Regions from separate parts of the Rattus norvegicus genome. Here region 1 is linked to region 2. The links are chromatin contacts, called in public Hi-C maps. All regions are on one chromosome and are shown on one strand. Each heading gives the region's core, a stretch centred on a gene start, on an enhancer-like site or on the middle of the called end of the contact. The rest is flanking DNA. Distances are from core to core; before and after follow the strand shown.

The links. A called contact is a pair of places that touch in the nucleus more often than the background predicts.
Region 1: a Hi-C map of psoas muscle shows a contact between it and region 2, with 2.1 times the contacts expected there. The contact joins two enhancer-like sites. A contact is called at or near these places in 7 of 12 Hi-C or Micro-C datasets (the A7r5 cell line, the Rat2 cell line, Schwann cells and 4 more) and 1 of 1 datasets of contacts at active chromatin or transcription factors (oligodendrocytes).

Annotation. Positions count from the first base shown.
Region 1 is chr11:80,726,920-80,733,700 of GRCr8, reverse strand. The region is part of intron 4 of Slc12a8 (solute carrier family 12, member 8); the gene reads left to right. Among named protein-coding and RNA genes, the nearest start is that of Slc12a8, 41 kb to the left of the region's middle. Within about 2 kb of position 4,325, at least 47 of the 93 cell types and tissues checked have an H3K27ac peak or open chromatin away from gene starts, as enhancers often do.
Region 2 is chr11:80,542,853-80,548,827 of GRCr8, reverse strand. Heg1 (heart development protein with EGF-like domains 1) reads left to right here. Exons shown (of 18, transcript NM_001427854.1): 11 at 2,731-2,789; 12 at 3,055-3,215. Among named protein-coding and RNA genes, the nearest start is that of Heg1, 54 kb to the left of the region's middle. Within about 2 kb of position 4,512, at least 3 of the 93 cell types and tissues checked have an H3K27ac peak or open chromatin away from gene starts, as enhancers often do.

The sequences.
Region 1 (6,781 bases), core at 3,076-5,575, 190 kb before region 2:
CTCTCACAAGGCCCTGTTGTCTTTGTACTATGTATGCAATATTTTAACAAAATAACCTCATCTCTACAAATAAAGCCAGCCTGACAGTCGGGACTGATCTCATGTGGAGATCCTTAGGGACGTCTGTGAAGACCCTTTTCCCAAGTGAGATCACATTTGCAGGGTCTTAGATCTAGGGTGAGAACATACCTTTGGGGGTGCCATTCACCCCAATACGCAACATCACTTTTGATTTGCTTTATTTTCTGTGGCCACTCACTGTGTAGAAAATGTTCTACAGAGCTTCCAGATGCCACCGGTGCTGTCCCCCTCCCCTGTGGGAGCCTCTCTTTGCTTTTCCTAGAGAGGTGATCTCTGTTTTGGGTCCCAGCTGGTGTGCTGGAGCTCCCTATCTCTCTGTCTAGAGCCTGGGCCCTATCCTGTAGGTCCCAGAAAATGTCACTTCTCTGCCTTCAGCTGTGATCGACATTGGATAAAAATCCTAAGCTGAAAGTGCTTTGGAATAGAATTGTGAAGACGTTTGCTTCACTGTCTCACACCCGACGTTATCAGGTATTTGTGCTGTCGTGATGCCCACGCTTAACTTAGGAGAGGACCTGCTCTTCTCCAAGTGTTAAATGTCTCCTCTCTACCCACAATGCTCTGTAATCCCATAACAAACACTGTTAGATTAAACAACTGTAAATTATGTGTATGTGTGTATCTGTGAGCCTGCCTGCGGGCGCCCATAGAATACAGGAAAGAGCGACAGGTTCCCCTAGAGCTGGAGTTACAGATGGTTGTGAGCCACCATGTGATGTGGGGTCTGAGAACCGAACTTGGGCTCTCTGGGAGAGCAGTCAGTCTTAACCACTGAGCCATCTCACCTATAATAACAAGAACAGCAGCAGCAGCAACAAAATGTGTCAGCTTGTCCCCTTCGATTTGGGGGTTACAGGTGTTTCTTTTATAGTCTCTTCCTCCCACCTTCACATTTTTCCTATTTTGTATGTGTTTAACTGAGACTTTTATCAGGCTGGCCTTGATTTCATGATCTCCTGCTTCAACGAGCTGGAACTACAGGTATGTAGGTACATACCCTCATATCCACACAACCAGCTTTCTTCCTCCTCTTCCTCCTCCTCCTCCTTCTCTTCTTCCTTCTCCTCCCCCTCCTCCTCCTCGTCTCCTCCTCCTTCTTCTTCTTCTTCTTGTTCTTGTTCTTGTTCTTGTTCTTCTTGTTCTTGTTCTTGTTCTTCTTCCTCCTCCTCCTCCTCTTCTTCCTCTTCCTCTTCCTCTTCCTCTTCCTCTTCCTCTTCCTCTTCCTCTTCCTCTTCTTCTTCTTCTTCTTCTTCTTCTTCTTCTTCTTCTTCTTCTTCTTCTTCTTCTTCTTCTTCTTCTTCTTCCTCTTCTCTTTCACCCTTAAATTCTGACTGTAGCAATCCTTCTTTAAAAACATTGAAATTTTTGCAGTTTAGGTGACCACCAAGAAATATTAAATGGAAAACTGGAGAAATAACACACCGACCGTCACAAACAGGTCATAAGGTTCCCAATTATTCAGCTTTGTTGTTGTTTAGCCTTTTCCCATGACTACTTTATAAATTAAGCTGCATCACAGGTGTGTGTGGCAAAGAGCAGGATTGAGTGGGATTTGCAGGTTTTTGCAGCCCCAGGATCCGGGGGTCAACAATTCCTGGGGATAATTGATAGCTTTAAGAGCTGGATATGAGATTTAAATGTTTGTCACTTAATTTTTTTTTTAAATTTTAAACTGCGAGTGTGTGCATGTGGGCACATGCTATATCCCTCCATCTCAAGATGTCTCTGTGTGTCATATTCTCTTTGTCATGGCTTTCCTCACCGCCTCTGTCCCTCGCCACCAGGTTGTTTCCCATGTAGGCTGACAGCAAGGATCCTCTTTCCTTCTCCACATCCTGTCCTGTGTTCCCAAAGCACACACCACCACCTACGACACAGTGTGACACTGCACGAAGATGAACAGCAGGCAGTTTAGACATGACACTCTCAAACATTTGTCCTAGAGCTCCTAAAATGCCTGCTGCGGGCTCAGATTCACATTTATATAAGACGAGTGTCATACAAAATGCTCTTCCTGCCATGAAAGTCAGGCAAATATAGAGAAAATATATTTTAGAAGATGGAGTGACATGTGGTACATTTTAACGCTAGCTTCTACACTTTAAAATGAAATTGCGAGTCTCTGAACATAATCCCTTGGTTATCCTGGCAAGCATTTGCCAAGCTTCTGTGACAAACGCCGCACTTCACAGTCTGCATTGCACACATGGTGTCTGAGTCAGTCAGCAGGGCCCGGGACAGGCTGGTCTCATGCTGAATCCAGCCGGCAGAAGCTGCTCTGTGAGGCTGGGGCCTTGTGTTTGGCTGGTGGAGGGCAGAGTCACAGTGTGGGAGCTAGAAAAGACTCCAGCGAGCTTGCCTGCCTCTGCTCTCTGCTGAAACTGCTCTATCTGAGGTTCTGTTGAGCTCTTAATCTCCACAGAACATTTGCTCAACTCTGATTCCCATTTGTTAGTTCATTTTTGTTTTGTTTTGTTTTTTTCAGGGTCTCACTATAGTCCAGTCAGACCAAGAACTCATTCTATAGCCAAGGATCGTCTGAAACTTAATGATCCTCCTGCCTCCACCTCCCAGTTTCTGGTACTAAAGGCATATCTTGCCATGCCTGGGTTTCAACATGACCCTGGACTCTATTTTTGCACATTGGTCATGTGTACCAATTTGAAATCGCCATTTCTCATTTATTCTGTGAAATAATGCCTTTGCTATCTCTTCTTGTTCTCCCTAGTCCTCATATGGTCAGGGGAGCACGGGGCTCAGTTCTCTGCTGTTGGTGAGAAGGGGAGCACGGGGCTCAGTTCTCTGCTGTTGGTGAGAAGGGGAGCACAGGGCTCAGTTCTCTGCTGTGAGCAGGGGGTCACGGGCTCAGTTCTCTGCTGTTGGTGAGCACTCTTTGATGTCTTCCTCATCATTGCTGCTGCCCTGCTTCATCTGCCTCCCTAGATTTCTCCACCCCAGCTCCCATATTGCTAATTCCTATGGTCCACACACCACCTCGAATTAAAATCAAATGAACTCGGGCCCTCCGTTTATTATCTTTATTTTATTTTTTTTACTTTAAAAAGTTGTGATACATCTTCTAAAAGTAAAATTATCTTTTCTTCATTGACAGTTTCACATGTGTAAGCAATATGTCTTGGTCATATCCACCTCCAACACCCCTTCTTCTCCCCTAACATCCCCAACACATCTTCGCTCCACCCTCACATCCGCTCTGGGTTTCGTTGTTGCTTTGGTAACCCACTGACGCCGGTTGTTACTTTCCACTGAGTGTCGACTCCTGACTGTGTAGGCCTGGCCTTCTGCAGGTGACCATAGCTGCTGTGGGTTCCTGAGTGTATCGACCATGGCGTGTCCAGAGGACAGCGGCCACAGCGCTCCTCCCACACCTGGGTTCTCACATTCTTTCTGCCTCATCTGAGATGGTGTCTGAGCCTTGAGGGTGGGATGGAGTTCGCGTAAACTGTCCCGTTTAGAGCTGATAGATAACTGGGTAGTCAGTTACGACTTTGACCGATTGTGAGCCTCTGACCAAGATTATGGGCAGCACTGATCTATGCACGTAACTATTTAGAAAGAAGCCCGACACTACGTCCACTGAAGCAAAACCACAGTGACAGATGCTGGGCAGGGATACTTCTCACCTCAAAGATGCAGAAGCCGCAGTCTGGAGAGAGGAGTAGTTTCTAGGAACCCAGGCCTCTGAGGTCAGTCCCTTGCTGGTTCGGCAGAGAGGCGCAAAATCTGGGAGTTAACAGACTTAGGTTCCTGCCAAAGGCCTTTGCCCTATGACTTTTGCCTAGGTTTGTAGAACATGCATGAACTCCAACCCATAGAGCCCGGTGAACATGAACATTCTGGCTGCTCCTCGAGCTAGGTAGGAGTCAGCCCACACGGTGACTAGGAAGGCACTGGCTTACGGAGACAGGCAGTACATATTTGTATGGAGAGAGCCCACGAAGTAAAAGGTAGCCAGACTGCATGGCCTTTTTTGTCCCTGCAGTGCAGTTGGCTTGTCTGTGGCAACCGTGAGGGAGGACTCCATGCCCTTACTGTGGGACTCCTGTCTTGCACCCTATCTCTAGCTCCCCTCTTCAGTCCTCGAATGGGAACAGGGGCCAGGTTACCGCTGTGACATCACCTTCCCGCCCAGCTCCTGCCCCTTGTGGTCGACATCAACTCTGCGTGCTTTGTCTCCAAGTGGTTTCCTGGCTGTGGGGCAGGCCTGCCTGAAGGGCCTTGCAGTGCCCTCCGTGGCCTCTGTGTGGAGTTGCAGTCTATGTTCTCGGGGCCTCTGGGCAGGAGACCTTGTCCCAGGGCAGCTCACTCAATCAGCCCTTTTACCCTTCCTCAGTCCTAGGAGGAAACGCCCACTCCGGTGTGTGGATTGCTTCTCCAGAGCCGGTATTTACATTTTATTCAGCAAGGACTGTCATACACACACTCTCAAGTGACACTGGACAGGCCCGGGCAGGGTGATTTCAGGGATGCCAAAACAGCAGCCTGGAGAGGGGAAGTTGTGTCTGAGAACTCCATGCAGCTAGCTCCCGGCTGGTCCAGCAGAGAGAGGCAAAGAGCACTTTCAACGAGGGCCCTGACTTTCACTCCAGCCCTGAACCCTGCCTGCCCCCAGCAGTGCCAGCCTGAGGGAAGCGGGGAAAATCCTAAGCCCTGGTTTAGTGCTAAACCTCTGGGTGGAGACTGTCCATCTGTATTTTCAAACTGCTCGGGGTCGGGAATCCCTGCCCAGTGTCCTCTGCTCACATGGGCCTCCATACTGCTTTCTTCAGAGATGGGCAGTGAGGCGCAGTGTGGGACAAAGACCGTGGCTCCCAGTGCTCAGGCTCACAGAGACCTGGCGATAGAGCGCACCCTAACCCACTGGCCTGGAGTGCTCCGAGAGCAAGATGCCAATCTTCATTCCAAACCACTCGACGCACAAAGTACTCACAAAGCCTCTCTCTCTCTCTCTCTCTCTCTCTCTCTCTCTCTCTCTCTCTCTCTCTCTCTCTCTCTCTCTCTCTCTCTCTCTCCCCCTCCACGCCCCACTCCCAACCCCCCCCCCCGGGCCACTCCCCATGTAGCCTGCCTCTCACCCCTGGGTCCTCCAGCAGCTGCTTTCTCCCTGGAAAGCAGGGCGATGGGGCAGGTGGCTCCGTGGTCCTCTGCGTTGCGGGCCGAGGGCAGCCCCACCTCAGCGTGGGTGAGCATTTCCGCCATTCCCCGAGCGTTCCCGACTAAGTATGCCGGCTGAGAATAGTCAAGGAGCGCAGCTGGGTCTGGGCAGCAAACCGGCAGGATTTGAGGCGGCGGTAAAAGGGGAATGACATATAATCTTTATTGTTGAGACAGGGTCTCACTGTGTAACCCTAGCTGGGTCTGGATTTACACTCTGTAGATCAGGCTGGCTTTGAACTCAGAGAGATCTGCCTGCCTCTGCTTCTGAGTGCTGGGATTAAAGGGTGTGCCAGCAAGACATTGCTGCTGCTGTTGTTATTATTATTTTCCTGTTTTCTATTTCTCCGCTATCTCTCCCTGTGCCTGATCTGCATCCCAGCTCCCTCCCTTTCTGGTTTTCTTTCCTTCTGTCTTTATGGTGGGACCTTGGAAGGAGCCGGTATATGGTAGTTTTTGGCTTAGCCCAGATTACTCCTATTGCTGTCCTAAATCCTCTTGGTATACTAAAAATTTTACTGCTAAATATATATGTCAGTGTGCTTAGCGGAAGACTTGACACCTGTGGACAAAGGAAATGGGCAGTGTTGGATGGTTTGGAAGCAGGCATCGTGGACGACTTAGACACGAGGAGTATTGCTTTTCCGCCTCTTGGCTAAGATCAAGTGTAGACTCGAAGAGTGTATTCATTCATTTATGTTGGAGCAGAGGCCACCAGCCACAGAGGACCTGTAGGACAAGCCCTTGTTACAGACACTGGGCCAGACTCTGGAAGCTCATGGATGCTGAGGGAGGGATGAAGTTGGGCCTGCCTAGATGCCCTTGCCTTGCCTCCCTCTCTCCATAACCCTCGTTTGCTTTGACAGTGATCTGAGGCACACTGCTGGGGCGTCGCAGTGGGACTGAAGTGGTGGGGCTTCAGAGGAGTCCCAGTTGCTGGAATCGTCCCTTAGGTGGCTTGTCATGACAACATGAATGCTCTGGGGGATGGCAATAGATGTCTGTCACATCTGTGTCACCCAGCACCAGGCCAGGGCCTGGGGCAGGGTTTGAGACTCTCTGTTCAGTGAGCAAATGAAGGAGTCAGAGTGTGGAGAGCCCTAGGGAAAGGTCCCGGTCACCCTTGGCCCCTTGTCTGCAGACCTGGGTGGCTGATCCTCTCCGGGCTCCCCCCAGAGAGGCGCCAACCTTCCTGTTTTGGCAGTGGCTCTCAGGTATTCTGTCTGCACAGGCTCTGCTGGCAAAGGGTTTCACAATGCCTTCACAGAGGGCCCGGCCCTGGGTGGAGACCGGTTGCAAGTTCAGTCAGACCTTCTTGGGCAGAAGGAAGGAAGAAGGGTTACAGCTGGGAGAAGCTGTGGCTTTGAACGTCTTCCTCCTGGATTTTCTTGTTTGCAAGGAGTGGAGGTGCTTAAGGAGGCACCGAGTATTTGATGAAAGAGTGGGCGAGGGGGAATGGGTCCCTGGGAAATCAGATCGTGCATCCTACCTACCCCAAGTCAGTACTGCGTCTGTGGACCGGCAC
Region 2 (5,975 bases), core at 3,263-5,762:
GTGCAAACACAGAGTCAACAGGCATGGCAGCGCCCTGTGCCTGTGTGAGCTGCGGGTGAGGAGGAGAGACCAGAAAGGCATAGTGTCCCATCTGCTATGATACCTGGCGTGACCTCCTTGTGTTCTCAGAGCTTGGAGAAAGGCCACTCTCTCCTCAAAGGATGCCAGCAGCCTGATCCTAATTCCAATTAGGCTTGGAGCTGGGCTTGGGCGCTCACAATGTAAATTATCTGGAAGCCTTGGATGCTGCTCTTTTTCCCCCTTTGCTTTTATAGTAGGAAAGAAGGACGGATAGAAAGAAACGGAAACGAAACCCAGACAATACATCTTGTTCTCAACTGCTGACCAAGTCAAAGATTTGGTGTTTGGGAACTGAAATTTGCCATTACACTAAATTAGAGATGAAATTGAATTAGATTACATTGAATTACTGTTCATATATTAGCCACTACATTGAATTAGAGTTCGTATATTAGCCAGGAATTAAGTGTTCTTATAAGACTGTGGATTTTATTTGTATTTTAATTTCATTTCCATGTCTATCGAGCATTTAATCTATGACAGGGACTATGCCAGAGGCTCAGTCCTGTAAGAGGGTGGGTGACACATGTGCATATGGAAAACAGGAAGGCTCTGGAAGCTGATGGTGTTGTCTGAGTCCACACCAAGCACAAGCAGTGTTGAAAGCAGTCTCCTAGATCACTGACGTTACACTAACTGCAAGTCTGGAGGTTTCCAAGAGCACTCTACATTTCAATAATTTACTAGGAGGACCCACAGAACGTATTGGAGGCCATTATCTTCACAGATGCAGTCCATTGCTCTGACAAGTCGTAAGTTAAAATTAGCTAAGGGAAGCAATGCATGAGCCAGAGTCTGGGGGTTCCAAATGCAGAGCTTCTAATTGCTGTCCCTGTGGTATTACTGACATTGTTGCTACCTCTTGGCAACAGTGTGTAACTACATGGAGTCCTGCCAACCATCATGCTTACCTGAGCCTTGAGGTCTGAAGCATTTATTTGGATGTCCCCATATAGACATGGTTGACTAGCCCATATGACTGACTTCAGTCCCTAGACCTCTAGAGGCCAAGATGATGTCATATTACCCAGAGTTCCCTCTGTTGTCCACACTAATGTTGAGATCGCATGGCTAATGACAAGGGCTATGCCAATTACTCTGGCACTATCCAGGTCTCCAAGCTCAACAAAATTTTTCTTGTCAAGCAGGACACTCTGAATAATAGCTTAGACATTGCCTTTCAAGAGCAGAGGCATGGGGTCTCTAGCCAAAAGTAGAGTCATTGTTCCTCCTGGTTATTCTGTAGGTGGATACTTTCTGCTTCCTGGTTATTCTGTAGGTGGATACTTTCTGCTTCCTGGTTATTCTGTAGGTGGATACTTTCTGCTTCCTGGTTATTCTGTAGGTGGATACTTTCTGCTTCCTGGTTATTCTGTAGGTGGATACTTTCTGCTTCCTGGTTATTCTGTAGGTGGATACTTTCTGCTTCCTGGTTATTCTGTAGGTGGATACTTTCTGCTTCCTGGTTATTCTGTAGGTGGATACTTTCTGCTTCCTGGTTATTCTGTAGGTGGATACTTTCTGCTTCCTGGTTATTCTGTAGGTGGATACTTTCTGCTTCCTGGTTATTCTGTAGGTGGATACTTTCTGCTTCCTGGTTATTCTGTAGGTGGTGGATACTTTCTTCTAACATACCCGTAGGGCTTTAGAGCCCTGTGCAAAAGTGTAGTCCTTTGTGTTACACTGGGCTAAGCAATTTGCCTAGCTTGGTTGGTTTGTTTCTTTGTTTGGCCAAGTATCATCATAGGATACACTGGGCCCTGACACACTGGACCCCAACTAACAGTGAAGAATTAAATGCCATCAGAGGAAGCATCAGCATGGGCTTTCTTAAGATGACATTCTGTTTATACCTAGAGATCATAGTAAGTCATTGCTATAGGATACACACACACACACACACACACACACACACACACACACACACACAGTGTAATATGACATTCAAACCCACAAACCATTTGGCAGTATTCCATACCTGTCTCCATCTTCCCAAATCAGAGGGCTGTGAAGGCAGGTGGATCTACCTGGGATGAGATATTGAGGTCCTCTGCTCCAGAAAAGGGAGTTCGCTGTTAAGGAGGCAGACAGAACGCTTTGTGCTGCTCAGAGGCAAACATGGGGCATGTCGCTCTAATTTGTTCCCAACAAAAGAGCTCTTGACCCCCGTCATGTGATTTCCCACAGAGTCCTTTTGAGGAAGACCTTTGAGTCCGGTCAACTCATTGGAGATTGTGAGGAGCCTGTAGGGCCCATCAGAGCTGGGGGCTGAGCTTTCTCCGCTAACTTGTTCACTAGTCAGAGTCCAAGTAAACAGTGCCTAGGGTTTTCTTTGTTTGTTTGTTTGTTTTGTTTTGTTTTTTGTTTTTTTTATGAAACCTTGGGTCTTAGAAGGGATCTTCTCCTTTGAAGATGTTTTGTTTTCAAGGACGCTGTACTAAACATTTCTTGCTGAGATTTCCTGGGGAACAACAGAAAGATATTGTGGGGTACTGGTTGCGGGGAGTGGAGACAAAGGCCACACTGCTTTCGGTAAAGCTGCCTGCTGGTAGCTTGATGGCTACAGAAACTACCTATTTTTATCCTGAAAATAGGAAAATGTTTCTTGGCTCAAGGATTTTTGTCTGACAACCCGGTTCTTCATTTCAGTTGAACGTATGTTTTTCAACATTGCCTGGTTATATCCGAACTACAGTCGGGGCGTCTAGGTGAGAAACAGACTTCCTTTGGTTTATGAACTGGTCTATGGAATGGGGAGTGAGGGAGGAGTGGTGCTGTCCCCAAATGGGTGATCAAAATAAAGCCAGTCTCTGTTTTACAGCTAATATACGGGGTAACCCAAGGCCACAGTCACTGGGCCTTTCTGTTCTCCTATTCTTTCCAAGGAGAATGGCAGTAAAATCTATTTTGCAGACTGCCTGGGACCCACATGCCATTTCAAGTCAGTTAAGACCTTGCTTACTTTGCCCACAGAGAGCCCAGTACAGTGGTCATCTCACTACAAACCACCTTTGTCCTGGCCTCCAATGTGACGCTGTTTGACCTGGCTGACAGGATCCAGAAATACGTCAACTCCTGCAGGTCCTCTGCTGAAGTCTGCCAGCTCTTGGGGTCTCAGAAGCGGGTCTTTCGAGGTAAGGAGAGAGTCTCTAGGGGGGAACCTGCCCTTGCAAGCAGGCATAGACTTAGAGATGGGAGGCATTTGGGGCTCAGGCCCAGGGAAGCTCCTTCACAGAGCCTGTCTTTAGGATGTCTAAGCACAACCCTTCACGACACTCAGATGCACACATCTGCCTGCACATGGCTTTTAGAGCCTCGCTCCTCGACATCCGACTCCGTCTGTTTCTTCTATACAGTGTCAGGGTGAGGGGAAGAAGTTACAGGAGCTGATGGAACAAAAAAGTTGTTACTCCTATTTCCTGGGGAGACACAAAGTGGCATATAGAGTCTGTAAGGTTGACAATGATCCAACAATCTTTATATAGTGATGACTAAGAAAAGACAAAGAACATGCAATATTACCTCTCTTTCGTTTGTCTTCTATCATAAAAGCATGGAATGACTGAGATGGTGCGAGGCAGGATGCTCCCAGGAGTGCATGATGGGACTCTCCCTTCCCTGGTTCTTGTTTGCTCAGAGGCTCTTGCCCTGCGTTAGGGTAAGGTCAGTGAGGAAGGTGATTCAGTACTCGTCTGGAAGACATGCCTGCTATCTTTCAGGGATAGCTTTATAGCTGAGAGAGGAAAACTTGCTGGAATGAGAAGTGTCCCTAGGCATAGCGGGCTTGTCCCTCTTGGTGATCAAAATGTACTCTGGTTAGCTCATTGTACCACTGACTGAGGGCTTAGGCTAAACCTCCTCATCTGGCATCCAGATGTTAGACATAAATTGAAGGTATCAGGTTTTGGTACCATACCCGCTGGTTGGTCTCGGCCATTCCCGGTGGGTCAGGATGTTGGAACTGCTGGTCCAGAGCTTTCCTTGTGTGAACAAGTGCACTGCAGAGTTCGGGAGCTGACACTTATCTTTTCACCATGAGATAGGCTCTGGGGGCTGGCTACTTAGTTAACTGGGGGGGAAATGGACCAAACATGACAGAGTTGGAGTATCTTGTTTCAAAGTTCATGCCCTGTTCTAGAGTGCTAGAAACGTCAAGGCTCTCTGGTTGTATCTCTGGTTTTGTTTCTCTTGCCAAGGGCTCCAGGGTACCATTTTTCCTCCCATCGAAGTAGGCACTCTTCAGTTTGCTTACCGTTCCTAGACTGCCTTCGGTGTGCTCAGCACTGGACCAGGGTACTTTTCTGTTGCCAGCTCATGCATCTGTGCTTTCCAGATCAAGTTGGCAAGATTATGTGGATTCTCAAGAGCCCGCCCTAGCAGGAGGGCCTGCTCACCCAGCTGCCTTGCCTGGACTGCCCCCATGTGGCTTATAGGAAGACTCTTGTCCCCATAAGGAGAACTGCTTCCTTCCAGTCCCTTGAGCATAAAGACCTCCATGCACATTAGCCGAAATTAGGCTCCCGTCAGTTTTTCCTCCAGACCTTCTCTGGGTTTTGCCAAGGGGTCTGGCTCTAGCTCTTGGTAATGTTTCTGGAGCTAGAGAGGATGCTAGAGCAGCAGTTCCTCTACACCTCTGGGTTTCCAGCGTTTGGGCAGCACCAGGTGCTCTGGACATTGCTCCTGACAAGGAGGGCTTTCTTCCCTCAGCTCAGAGAATGTCCACCTCCCTCCTTTCAGAGTTCTTTAGTCCTCGTGGTCTCCTGGGATTTGGAGACGTTGGAAATCCCCCTTCATTGCCTCAGCCTTGGCTCCTGTGAACGTTCTTTGTCTGTTTTGACGGATGTTATGCCCAGGGAAGACCATGTGAATTACGAGTGCAGAAGATTCACATCCCTGAGAATCGATTTAAGTGAGATTCTGCGTGGTCCTGTTGGGTGGCTTTACGAGACAGGTTCTTTGAGAAGCCGGAGGAAAGCTGCTCCTGGTTGGAGGGGTAGGGCCCGCCCTCCCTGTTCAAACAGAAATCTGGTGGAGGGAGGGAACTGGTTGCTTTGTCATGGGAATGAATATTTGCTAGCAGCCTAGATCGGTGGACAGGATGGAAGGAAAACTTCCAGAAAATACCTAACCAGAGCGGGCCTTTCCCAGCCTAGGATGGTCTGGACACTCTTGCTTGGAGGTGTTTCTCTCTAAGTCTGGTTGACTGGCAAAGCCTTCAAAGAAGTCAGATGTGAGGTCCTAGAGGCCGAGTCCCTCCCTGGTGCCAGCTTTGCAAACTTTGCCTGGTGAGATTTTTCCGTTTAAACGTTTTCCCTTAAATACGAACTTTTTTTTTTTTAACAATAAACAAAGGAGCCCAGATTTAACACGTCAGCTTCCTCTGATAAAGGCAGGAAATCCAGCACTGGGAACTAAAGCTGTGCCCTAACTCACCCCCTGGGAGCAGACAATCTTGTTCTCAGGGCTCTCAAAGGGGCTGGATACCGGGAACTCCACACAGGGGTCCATCAAGCCCTGGGGTCAGCTCCCATCAGCAGAACTTGCCCAGGCGAGGGTTAATTTTGCAGAATGAACAGGAACCTTCCGAAGAGCTTAGGGCCTTTTCTTTGAGGATCCCTACAAAACTGGCACCCACTCTTCATTGTAGAGTGCTCACGCCCTTCCCATCCCCCGCCCCGCTCTCCTCCTGGGTTCAACTTGCTGTTGACCCCAGCAGCAGAAGCACACACCTGCCTTACTCTGCCTTGGACATGTGTAGATAAGTTGCCACTATCCAGTTGGTTTCATAGTTCTGTTCCCTCCGTGCACCCACTGGCGTGGTAAAGTGTACCCTTCGTTACCTTTGCTATATAAAGCCTCAGAGCGGTCAATACTTTTTGATACTAATAAACCGA